Regions from separate parts of the Sus scrofa genome. Here regions 2 and 3 are each linked to region 1. The links are chromatin contacts, called in public promoter capture Hi-C maps. All regions are on one chromosome and are shown on one strand. Each heading gives the region's core, a stretch centred on a gene start, on an enhancer-like site or on the middle of the called end of the contact. The rest is flanking DNA. Distances are from core to core; before and after follow the strand shown. Region 1 holds the start of CD2BP2 (CD2 antigen cytoplasmic tail-binding protein 2). Region 2 holds the start of TMEM219 (insulin-like growth factor-binding protein 3 receptor). Region 3 holds the start of INO80E (INO80 complex subunit E).

Evidence for each region. Promoter capture Hi-C pulls out the DNA fragments that hold promoters and counts their contacts.
Region 2: a promoter capture Hi-C map of fetal skeletal muscle shows a contact between it and region 1, with 5 times the contacts expected there. The contact joins the promoter of TMEM219 here to the promoter of CD2BP2 in region 1. A contact is called at or near these places in 2 of 5 promoter capture datasets (fetal skeletal muscle and liver) and 2 of 2 datasets of contacts at active chromatin or transcription factors (alveolar macrophages and skeletal muscle).
Region 3: a contact with region 1 is called in a promoter capture Hi-C map of liver, with 3 times the contacts expected there. The contact joins the promoter of INO80E here to the promoter of CD2BP2 in region 1. A contact is called at or near these places in 2 of 5 promoter capture datasets (fetal liver and liver), 1 of 47 Hi-C or Micro-C datasets (heart right ventricle) and 1 of 2 datasets of contacts at active chromatin or transcription factors (alveolar macrophages).

The regions. Positions count from the first base shown.
Region 1 is chr3:17,955,255-17,959,085 of Sscrofa11.1, forward strand. CD2BP2 (CD2 antigen cytoplasmic tail-binding protein 2) reads left to right here and starts at 2,443. Exons shown (of 7, transcript XM_003354536.4): 1 at 2,443-2,596; 2 at 3,116-3,220; 3 at 3,440-3,575. The coding sequence starts at 3,146. TBC1D10B (TBC1 domain family member 10B) reads left to right here. Exons shown (of 10, transcript NM_001244423.1): 10 at 1-815.
Region 2 is chr3:18,164,573-18,168,509 of Sscrofa11.1, forward strand. TMEM219 (insulin-like growth factor-binding protein 3 receptor) reads left to right here and starts at 2,199. Exons shown (of 7, transcript XM_021088010.1): 1 at 2,199-2,305; 2 at 3,317-3,515; 3 at 3,610-3,679; 4 at 3,682-3,798. The coding sequence starts at 3,351.
Region 3 is chr3:18,199,853-18,203,804 of Sscrofa11.1, forward strand. INO80E (INO80 complex subunit E) reads left to right here and starts at 2,240. Exons shown (of 6, transcript XM_021088007.1): 1 at 2,240-2,455; 2 at 2,617-2,687; 3 at 2,884-2,936. The coding sequence starts at 2,375. It overlaps HIRIP3 (HIRA-interacting protein 3), which reads right to left and starts at 2,055. Exons shown (of 8, transcript XM_021087988.1): 1 at 1,560-2,055; 2 at 1,362-1,482; 3 at 1,125-1,239; 4 at 260-880; 5 at 1-257. The coding sequence starts at 1,624.

The sequences.
Region 1 (3,831 bases), core at 1,193-3,692:
TGTTGCTCCCCGCCCCCTGGGCAGGCTGACCCTCTTTCTGCGGAGAGTGGATCAATTCCCCATCTCCTTCCAGCTGCTGATCCCTCCGCGGCCAGGACAGAGCACGCGGGGCAGCTGCATTTCCCTGGGGTGGCAGGGAACAAGTCTGAAGCCCCTCACCTCCAGTTAGACCCAGCTGGGATCTCTGTCACTCCTGCCCCCATTCCCTCTGGGGTCCCTCCCCAGGTGCTGTCCTGATTGGCCTTTTGTCACCACAGGGGTGACTGTTGGCAATGGGAGTCAGCAGTGTTTGGATTCTTACACTCCAGTCAGTCCCCTCACCCGTGAAGCGGAGCCGGGTTCCTTTTCCCTTCTCCAGTCCTGCCTGTCCCCCCGCTTCCCGGCTGGGGGCCCGGACTCTTCTTGCTCTACTTCTGGACATCTCTGTGTTGTAATTATGTACAGAGGACCTGGTCGGCCCAGGGTGGGGGTGTTCGCTCTGTCTTCTGTCCTTTGGTTCTTCCTCCACAGTGGTCTTGCACTCTAGTTTATTTAAAGGGACACGCACTGGAACAGGAAATGTCCCTCACTTCCCAGCCACCTCCTTCCTCTTCACCCACCTGTTTCTGTATTCTCAGGCCTCCTCTGCTTTGTCTCACCAGCCTCCCCCCCTGCTTTCGCCTTGTTCCCTTCCAGCCTTCCAGCCCCTACCTGGGTAAGGGGGTCTTCCCTTGAGCTCCAGGGGGTGGAACCCAATGTTTACATTTTCTTCTGTCTCTGCCCCCACCCCATGCGGCGCTTTGAGGAACCGGAAAAGAACCTGCTGTTGTACCTGGGCCTGGCTCCTGCCTTGTTATTTGATGAAGGGGGTTAGAATAAGGACTAGGAGGGAGGGAGGGACAGAGCCAACCAGGATCTGGGTGTCTGTTGACGCAGTCTTAGCAGGTTGGTACCTTTTGGCCTTTGGGTCTGTCAGTCACTCATTAACAGATGATGGTGGCTCTCCTGCTCCACTTCTGCCTGAGATCGGCCTTCATCATCACTGGTCTCCTGGAGCCCTCTAAGCACTGCCTGCAGTAGCGGGATCTCCTTCCTATAGTGCTCATGCAGATTTTGGAAGTTGGAGGGGGTACCGAAGGTGGCTGGGAAGCCACAGTCTTCTGGGGGTGAGCCATGCTCTTGGCTAGCTGTCTGGCACAGCTCCAGGTACTGGGCCTCCAGGGGGCGTAGCAGCACAGCCAGCCGCCTCCAGCTTGCCCCAGCCAGTGCCTACAGCCAGGCTCCCAGCTCCTCCTGGTTTTCTGCTGCCAGTTTGTGGGCCTGCCCACCTTCTACCCCTGGGGTCAGGATAGTAAAGCCATGGGGTTCTGGCAGTTCTCTAACGGGATGAGGCCTAGGGGTGCGTGGTCCACCTTGTGTTCCAGGTAGAAGAAATTTCCCTGGAGGATGAACCAGCGGTGCTGGTAGCTGGTATTTTGGGTCCCCTTCTTTAGCAGGATGCCCTCCTGATCTGGAGCCTCTGTTCTGTACCCACAGAAGAAACTGAGCACGGACTGTTGGTGCAATTTCATGATAGTCCTGTCTGGGAGGAAACCCTAGGGGCTGGAGAAAGGAAGGGTGTTTCATCTGGTTATCCTGGGGACCCCTGTGCTGCTCTCCTCTGGCTCCAGTAGGTTCTTTCTGGGCACAGCCTTGGCCTACTGGGATTCAGACTTGTATCCTCAGGAGGATGAGGTCTTGTACCCACAGCATTGGGACCTACTCCTCCCAATCCTAGCTCTGCCAGATTACAAAACCTGGGTTAGGACCTGTCTGGGATGGGAGGCACGGGTATCCACTGCTGCCCTCTTCTAGGCCTAACTGAAATGAGGGCACAGGGGACTTCTGCCCTCGGCACTGGCCACAGGTGCCACAGCCACAAATGAACTCTCCTAAACCAGGAACTTGCCCCAGGGGTTGGGGGGGGGGGCAGCGATGGATTTCCCTGGGTCCTAAAAGGAACTGGGTTCAGAAAATGCTCCAAGGTCCACCAGGAGACCCAAGCATCCCCTCTGGGACAAGAGCAAGGCCGCATCTTGGATTGGGAGGAGGGAGGTAAGTGGACACAGAGCGGAGAGGCAGGGTTTCTAATGAGATGGGGGGAGGGGAGGGCTGCAGCACCAGCCCTGGGGAAAAAGAGACTCTACCCGGGAAAGGAAAATTAGGGCAGGAACCCAGTGGCCCTGCTGGGACTTTGCCCCCGCATCGTGACCCGGGCGCCCCTCCCAGTTAAAATGCGTTCACTTAATCCCCAGAGCCTCTACCGCAGTAGAAGGGAATCAAGACCACTTCCGGCCGTCCCTCTCTGCTGATCGGGGTCTAGGCCTTCACTCGTCCCCTCTTCTCGCTATTGTCGCCCCACACGGCTCACGTCACTTCTGGGAGGGAGGGTCTTTTCCCGCTCACGCGTACTTCCGCCCGCGCCTACAGTTAGTCCTCCAACCCTGGGGATGGAACTTCCGGTCTTCTCCAGCGCCTTCCGCAGTTCTCTTCCGGGTGATGGCGGCCGGGTGCCCCGGATGTAGCCCTGGCAAAAGCTTTTTTTCCCATTCTTCCTCCGCCTTCCCTGGCTCCTTAGGTGAGCGCGCGCCGTGGGACTGCTGGTGTCCCCGTGGCTCTTCCGCCTTTCTAATTTGTACACAGCCCAGGACAGTTGGGGTCACCCCGTGGAGTTGGGAGTTCGGCGCAGGGAGGGGCGGGCTGGCCAGGGCGCCAGGGTCTGGGTACGCCAGGGCCCCGCGGGCTCCGAGGAAGCTGGGGGTGGTGGCGTGGATGTCTGTCCGCGTAGCACCGTCGCGCCCACGGCTGCGGGGGCCAGGAGTGGGAGTGGTCACGTGGGGGGGGGCGTCTCCTTTCGTCAAGCGTGGGGGTGCCCGTGGGGAGCTCCTCACGCATCCACCTCTCCGTCCCCCTTCCAGCATACCAAGCCCTGGGGGCCTCCTGGTTGCCAACTCCTTTTTTGCCCCCTGATTCTGTGCTCTCTCTTCTCCCAAGCCGGATCTGGTCCGACCAAGTGAAAGATCTGTTTTGCAGGGGGCCCTGTCGCAGTGAGTATCTTCCTCACCCAGTTCCCCTTAATCTGCATCCTTGCCCTCAGCTCAGCTTGGGGAAGACCCTCTGACCAATCATGCTAAAGAGGAAAGTGACCTTCCAAGGCGTGGGAGACGAGGAGGATGAGGATGGAATCAGTGTCCCCAAGAAGGTGAGGGGGGCCAGATTCCTGCGTTCTGGGGAGGACTGAGGGGAGACAAAAGAACTAGAAGCCAGAAAAGAAATCTGGAGGGGCAAAGAATGGGTGGAGAGGGCTAACTTTTCCTTGTTTTCTGAGAAATAGGTTTGCGGGATTTTCAGTTTGAGTCTAGATCTCAGAGTTGGGTGATAGTCACCTGCATATCTCTTGATTTCTGGTTCCTGCTCGCAGTTGGTGGACTCTGTGGCTGGGGTAGGGGGTCCTGGGAGCCGCTTCAAAGACAAACACTCTTTGGACAGCGATGAAGAGGATGACGATGATGATGGGTCCAGCAAATATGACATCTTGGCCTCAGAGGATGTGGAAGGTGAGCCACACCCAAGAATTGACTTTCTGGAGTTCCCGTCGTGGCGCAGTGGTTAACGAATCCTACTAGGAACCATGAGGTTGTGGGTTTGATCCCTGGCCTTGCCCAGTGGGTTAAGGATCCAGCGTTGTTGTGAGCTGTGGTGTAGGTCACAGATGCAGCTCAGATCCCACGTTGCTGTGGCTCTGGTGTAGACTGGCGCTACAGCTCCCATCAGGCCCCTAGCCTGGGAACCTCCATATGCCGCAGGTGCGGC
Region 2 (3,937 bases), core at 949-3,448, 210 kb after region 1:
ACTCAAACTTTCAACCCATTAAATGATAACTCCCTATTTTCATCTCCCCTCCTCCCTGGCAACCACCATTCTACTTTGTCTTTATGAATTTGACTACTTTATGTACCTCATATAAGTGGAATCATACAATATTTGTCTTTTTGTGACTGGCTTATTTCATCTAGCATAATATCCTCAAGGTTCATCCATGTAGCATGTCATATAGCCTTCCTTTTTAAAGGCCAAATAATATTCCATTCTATGTCTATACCATATTTTATCTAATCATCTATTGATGGACATTTGGTTTACTTCCACCTTTTATTTCTTTTGAATAATGCTACTATGAACATGGTATATAAATATCTCTTGGAGACTCAACTTTCAATTTTGGGTAGATATATATATATATATATATATATATCTACCCAAAAGTGGAATTGTTTGATAATATAGCAATTCTATTTAACATTTTTTTCAAAGATACACTGGTCTGTTTTCCATAGCAACTATACTATTTTACATTCCCACACACAATGCACAAGAGTTCCACTATCTCCATAGCCTTGTCAACATTCATTATTTTCCTTTTTTTTTGGATAGTGGTCATCCTAATAGGTATGAAGTGATTTTTTTTTTTTTTTTTTTTTTTTTGCTTTTTAGGGCACAGCCATGCCATATGGAAGCTCCCAGGCTAGGGGTCCAATTGCAGCTATAGCCACTGGCCCATGCCACAGCCATAACAACCAATGCATGATCCAAGCCAAGTCTGTGACCTACACCACAGCTCAGTTAAGGGATCCTTAACCCACTGGGCAAGGCCAGGGATCAAACCTGCGTCCTCATGGTTGCTAGTCATTCGTCAACCGCTGAGCCACAACGGGAACTCCTGCCCATTTTTTTAATCAGGTTGGTTTTGTCATTGTTATTGTTGAGCTGTAGTTCCTTATATATTCTAGATATTAACTCCTTAGCAGATTATTTGCAAATACTTCCTCCCATTCCAGGAGTTGCCTTTTCACTCTATTGATTGCCTTCTATGGTACACAGAAGTTTTAAACTTTGATGCAGTGTATCTATTTTTTCTTTTGTTGTGTATGATTTTGATATCATATTCAATAAATTGTTGCCAAGTCCAATATCATGAAGCGTTTCCCCTATGTTTTCTTCTAACAGTTGTATAGTTTCAGCTCTTACATTTAGTTCTTCCATGCATTTTGAATTAACTTTTGCATAGGTTGTAAAGTAAGTTCATCCATTTGCATGTGGATTTCCCGTCTTTTTAACACAATTTGTTGGAAAGACAAGCTTTTCCCCACTAAATGGTCTTGGCACCCTTGTTGAGTATCTTTTGACCATATATGAGCGGTTTCTGAGCTATAAACTTTTGGGTAGGGTGGTACAGAAAAGACATGGTCTCTGTCTCAAGGAAGCCTCAGTAGAGTTGAATACTCAGGTTCCGTTTCAAACAGCATTTGTCCAGCGCTGGTTGTGTGCTCAGTAGGTCCACGTTTTCCCCCTTTAACCTCTTAATCTTCCCATCCAAACAGGTCGGATGATCCCCTTTAACAAAGGAGTAAACTCAGTCTCCAGAAAAGCACGGTTATGGCTTGTACAGGGGCAGGGATGGAGTCACGATTTGAACCCAAAGTTCTTGGCTCTAAATACCCTGCTATTTCAGGTTAATTTGGACCTCGTGTTAGAAAAATGCGGGCATAAGTGAAATGAGATGGTCTCTATTGAGCAACCCTGCAGCTCGAGGGTCCTATGTACTAAGGAGTCGCTAAAAGCCGGGGACCAAGCATGAAGTGTAGACGTTAAATCCCACTAAGCTGCAGAAAAGAGCGGAGCCCAAACCCCAAAGCCGCCCGGAAGGCCAGAATCTTTGCTGTGGAGCCCCGCCCCACCCCGGGCGGACCCCAAGTCTTCACCCGGAACCTGGGCGCGGCCGGGCTGTGCTATTGGCGCGGGTGGGAGACAAGCAAAAGCAAAATGCTTGCGACGAGATTCACGTTGAAATGCCCCCCACTATCTCTCCGGATGGAGCGTGTACAGTTTTACAACGTCTTCAGGATTAGCTTCCTGGCCTCTCTCCCTTTTATTCAACTCCCGCGGTGTTACTTCTTCCCCTTTGCCCCTGCAATGGATGTCCTCTTGGTACGCCCCCACCCTGACTAGGAAAGACAAGGTGGCCGCCCTCCTGGGCACTGCGCATGCGAATCCCCGCCGAGGGGTGGGGTGGGGGGGGTGGGAACGCGGACCCCGCCCCTTCGCGACTCCACGAGTGACGTCGTGGGGGGCGCCGGCCTCCGCCCGGCTGCGAGCGGTGAGAGCGAGCGGCGGGTGCACCCGACGCTGCTAGACCGGGAAGGGATGCGGGTTTTGAGTTTCTTCTGCAGGAGGGGCTTTGCGGGGGAGGGGAGGCCTAGGGGCACTAGCAGCCGCAGACCCTCGGGCTCTTTCCTCCGCCTTCCTGCCTTTACCCCCTTTCCAGAAGGGCCGGGACGGGAGGAAGGGCCGCGGTTGAGCATTTCCCTGGAGCCCTCCTTTCCCCCCATCCCATATGTTTAGCTCGCCTTCCAGATGTTCCTTTTCATCAGGCTGTCGCTTCTCGCCTGGGAAAGAGCACTCCACTTGGAAGCAGGAGACGGGTTTCAGACCTTGGCCCTACCACTCCCGTATTAAAAAGTCCTCAAGCCCCAGTTTTCCCTACGGTATTTTTGCCTTGCCTCACCTGATTTTGAAGATCAATATGACCCAGAGAAATAGAAAGGAAATGGACATTTGTTCAGTTCCTGCAAGGGCAAGTACTATGCAAACTGTTTTATCCGTTCCGTTTAGTCCTCTACTTGGTGTTCTTAGAATTCCCATTTCACAGATTCTGAAGCTCACAAAGCCAGTGAGTGGCAGAGAAGGATTCAAATTGAGCAGTTTAGCTCCAACGTGGAGTTTTCATCAGGCACTTCCCTTCCCTGGGCTGTTGGTTGGAACTGTTCTTCAGCCAGACCCTGGGCCCCTGGAACGGCTGCTTCCTGAATTTCTCCCCTTGGGAATTCTCCTTTTCAAGTTCCTTTTTCCAGTACAGCATACTCTGCTCTGCTTCCGCCTTGATTACTTGAGAAATGAAATGCAGCAAGCATTCATTGAGCGGTGCATGGAAACGAACACTTGGAGTCCAGAGCCGTGGATTCTTGTCCTGGCTTTGCCACTAACTGGCTGGGTAGCCTTGAGCAAGTCCCTTGTCTTCTTGGGGCTTTAGCTTCCCTTTGAATAAAATGGGTAAGTGCCTTCTTACTGGCAGGCTCTTGACCAGGTCTTCCTTCCTGTCCTCAAGCAGGCTCTCCCTGGAGGCCCAGACCCCTCTGCTCCCCATGGGCAGCTGCCAGGCAGTGCACAACCTGCATCTCTGCCTGGCCCACCACCCACCTCTGGTCTGTGCCACTTTGATCCTGCTGCTTCTTGGCCTTTCTGGCCTGGGCCTTGGTGGCTTCCTCCTCACCCATAGGACTGGCCTGCGCAGCCCTGACATCCCCCAGGTGAGTACTTACCCTCATGCTCATTCTTCCTTTGTAGGACAGCTTTTGTTGCTAATCTCCTCTCCCCTCTCCCCTGCCTTCCTTTTGCATACAGGACTGGGTCTCCTTCTTGAGATTGTTTGGCCAGTTGACCTTGTGCCCTGTGAATGGGACAGTTACAGGAAGTCGCATGAGTCTCACGTCGTGGGCTTACTGACCACCTTGAATTTCGGAGATGATCCAGACGGGAACAAGACCCAGACATTCCAAGCCCAGGTCCCCAGGAGTCAGATGGGATTGAAAGGTGAGACCAAGGAGGACTGTGGGATTGGGCATCAGAACACTCAGGTTTGGAGCTCCTGTTGCTCATTGGGTTAAGACCCTGACGTAGCGTCTGTGAGGATATGGGTTCAATCCCTGGCCTTGATCGGTGGGTTAAGGAC
Region 3 (3,952 bases), core at 990-3,489, 240 kb after region 1:
GATGTCACTCACCTCCTTCTCTGAGTCACTTGCCTCACCATTGATACTGCCCACCGTGGCTGTCTTACCAGTAGTTGGTGTCACCTTTCTCCAGCTGTCGTCCTCCTCCTCCGCCTCACTGCTGCCACTCTGCCTTTCCCCACCCTTCTGCTCGGTCCTGTCCCTGCTCTGCGCTAGGGGCTTTTCATCTTCATCACTGGTATCCCCACTGCCTGTGGCTGCTTTTTCCTTCTGTTCCTGGTCTCCCAGCAGTCTTCTGCCCTGCTTTTCTGCTTACAGCTTTGCTCCTCCCGAGCTGACCTTTTCCCTCCGTTGCTCTGGGCTCTGAGTTTCCACTCCTCTCTGTTCTCTTTCTGCTTGGCTAGGGTCTCCTCCTCACTCTGCTTTTCACTTTCCTGGTGGCTTCTAGCTCCTTCCTTTCCTCCCACCTTCTTTCCTATCCTCTCGGCAGGTTCATCCTCACTGTCCTCACTCGCCTCCCTGGCCAGCTTCCGGCTGGCTGAGGCCCTGCCTGAGGCCTGCTTGTTCTTTGCCCCGGGCTTCTTCCTAGTCCTGCCCTTGGGTGCCTTTTCGTCTTCCTCATCTTTGTTCTCTTTCTCTTCCTTTCCCTCCTCCTCTCCCTCACTGCTCTCTCCTTTCCAGATCTTCCTCCTCCTGGCAGAGCCCTCTTCCTCCTCCTCACTGCTCTCCTTCACCACCTCGTTTGCTAATCTGATCGTTGCAGTCAGGTCTCTCTGCTGTTCTTCCTCATCACTGCTCTCCTCAACTGCATTCTTCGAGGCACGCTTTGGCCTTTCATCCTCAGCGGGACTGACTTCTGCCGTCTCATTCTTTGCTGGGGGGCTGAAGCAGTCTGGGCTGGAGGCTGCAGAGCTGGGCTCTGGAATGTGGAGAGAAGAGAAGGTTGGGAGAGGTTTCTCCTGTCACTTTCTTCCTCCACTTGGGATAAACTGCCTCTAATCCTGCTCTGACAGACGGAAGGGCAGTAGGAGACAGCGCTCAGTCTACCCTTTTCCTAGTGCCTGACGCACCCATCCAGCGCCCTCATCTAAGGCCTTGGGGCATAGCTCACGCGCAACAAGTAAATACGTTTTGAATGGACCACCTATGTAGAAAGCACTAACCTGACTCTGAATTGAAACGGAACCTTTTCCTCTCTCGGTCATGGCAGAGGGTGGGAGACCTCTTCGCCTTCTTGGCAAGGTCGAGCCTCTCTTCCTTGGCACCCGTTTCATCCACCTGTGTGGAGCATCAAGAGGGCAAAACATGAACCAAGGTTGTTTTCGGCCCCGCCCCCCTCAGGCTCCTCCGCCGCCGCCTCCACAACCCCCGCCTCTGGTGACCCCGGCTGGCGCCCTCACCTGCATCTTCAGCAGCTCCTCCTCCACTAGCCTCTTCAGCGCCTGCTTCTCCTCAGGTTCCAGGTGGTCGCGGCCGGCGTGAGCCAAGAACCTCTGCCGCACGATGGAGTGCGTAAGCGTGCTGCAGAAACACGTGTCAGGACAGAGTCCCCGTCCCGCCCCTGCCCTTTCCAACCCCAACGCCAACCTCCGGTGCACCTGAGGTCCGGGCGGCCTCGGAAGAAGCTACGGGTGAACTCCTGCATCTCATTCTCCCGCGCCATTTTGCTCCACCCAGAATACTGGTGGCTCCCGCCTTTTTTCTTCCCGGCCTCCGTCCACGCGTTTGACAGGAGCTTGCGCACGCGCAGAGTCGTAGAGCCGTGAGGCTAGCGACCGTTGAAGGTCCGTTGCGGGCCGCTTAGACCGAGAACTTTACCAGACAAAACTTGCTCTCCCCGGGCAGTGTGTGTGTTTGGGGGGGGGGTGTCTCGCAGCTCCTTCCTCTTTTTTTTTTTTTTTTTTTTAAGAACGAAGCGCTTCGAAAGTTTTCCTTAGAAACCGATTCGCAGCCCGCAACCTTTGGGTAACGCAATCAACCTGCGACGCTGCCTCCGTTCGTGATCACGGGCAGCAGTTAGGCCTCTGTGATTTTCGAAAGACAGAAAGAAAAGGGCGTCCCCACCTAGAGACTAGGAATTCCAGGGAGAAATTCGTCTTGTGGCTTCAAATCGCTAAGCACATTCCAAGTCAGTAAGGAAGCCCTTCGGCAGCCGACATCTCTGTGACGTCTTCACGTCGCGGCGGCGCCATCTTCCGCGTATCCCCTGGAAACAACGCTCCTTTCACGGTGGTCCCTCGGAGCCACCCCCTGTGGTCAAGATCTCTGGGCGCGGTGGACTCTGGGAGTTGTAGTCCCAGCGAACACAGCCTAGCCGAGTCTCCGGAAGTGGAAGCGGAAGAGGCCGGGCCGAGGCGGCTTTCGGGTAGCGGGACCCCGGACTAGGTTTGGGGCGCCACTCCCGGACCCAGTCATGAACGGGCCGGCGGATGGCGAAGTGGACTACAAGAAGAAATACCGGAACCTGAAGCGGAAGCTCAAATTCCTCATCTACGTGAGTGCTGGGTGGAGTGGGAAGGTGGAGGGGGGTGAGGCCTGGCGCTGGTAGGACGTCCGTTTAGTTCTGTGTAAAGGGAGCAGGGTACTCTGTGGCCGGCTTCCGAGCCCCATTTACGGATGGCAGGTGGCTCAGCATCCACCTTGCCCTTGATACAGGAACACGAGTGCTTCCAGGAGGAACTGAGGAAGGCACAGAGAAAATTGTTGAAGGTGTCCCGGGACAAGAGGTGAGACAGGCTCCGAGGGGAGGAGGGAGACCAGAGTAGATCTACATTCGGCCCCCACCCTGGAATGGGCCACAAATGCATGATGCCTGCCTGGGGACTGTTGTGAGGACGGGGCCAGTTCGAAGGGACGGGGGCTCAAGAGAACGTTGCAGAGATGGGAATAAACACTCATTGTTCCCCCCGCCTCTTTCCTCAGTTTCCTCCTAGACCGACTTCTGCAGTACGAGAACGTGGATGAAGACTCTTCTGGTGAGCAGGGTCATGGAAAATTGGTGGAGGACATGCTCCTGGCGCTCCAGCCAGCTCACTGGGCCCTCCTTTTAGACTGGAGGCCAGTACACCTCTGGTGGTTCCTAAGCCTGGTTGCTTGCCCTCCACCTCCCCTGTTTGTTAACTCAAGTATTACTGGATATCTACTTCGTTTCAGGCACTGTGCTCTGCACAGGGAATGCAGTGGTGACTGAGATGCACAAAGCTTCTGGGAATTTGTATTGTAATTAGGTGTAATAAGAGAGCAAAGAAATAAACTAGAGTTTTAGATTCGAAAGGCATAAAATCAGGGTGATATGGTAGTGATTGGAATAAAGCAGGGGTTGATAAACGTTCTCTGTAAAGAGCTAAGTAGGCATTCCTGCTGTGGCACAGTGGGTTAAAGATCCGGCCGCGTCACTGCAGCAGTTAAAGCAGTGGTGTAGGTCGAAGGTGCAGCTTGGATTTGATCCCTGGCCTGAGATCCTCAGGTGTGGCCTCCATATGCTTCAGGTGCGGCGAAAAAGGGGAAAGAGAGCGGGAAAAGAGCCAAGTAGACTTTGCAGAACATATACCTTTTGTTTCAGCGTCTCAGCTGAATAAAAGCTGCAGTTGCCGGCCTACACCACAGCTCACGGCAACGCCAGATACTTAACCCACTGAGTGAGGCCAGGGATGGAACCTGTGTCCTCATGGATGCTAATCAGGTTCATTTCCACTGAGCCACAATGGAACTCCTGGTTTTGTTTTAAGAACATTATTTATGGGAGTTCCTCTCAGGTCCTCCGTGGCTGTGGCTGTGACTCTGGTGTAGGCTGGCAGCTGCAGCTCCAATTCGACCCCTAGCCAGGGAACCTCCATATGCTGCAGGTTCAGCCTTAAAAAGACAAAACAGCATTATTTATGAATACTGAACTTTGAATTTCATAACGTTCACACACATCATGAAATATTTTTCCTTGGATTTTTTTTCCTCAACCATTTGAAAAACTGAAAAGCCATTCTTAGCATACATA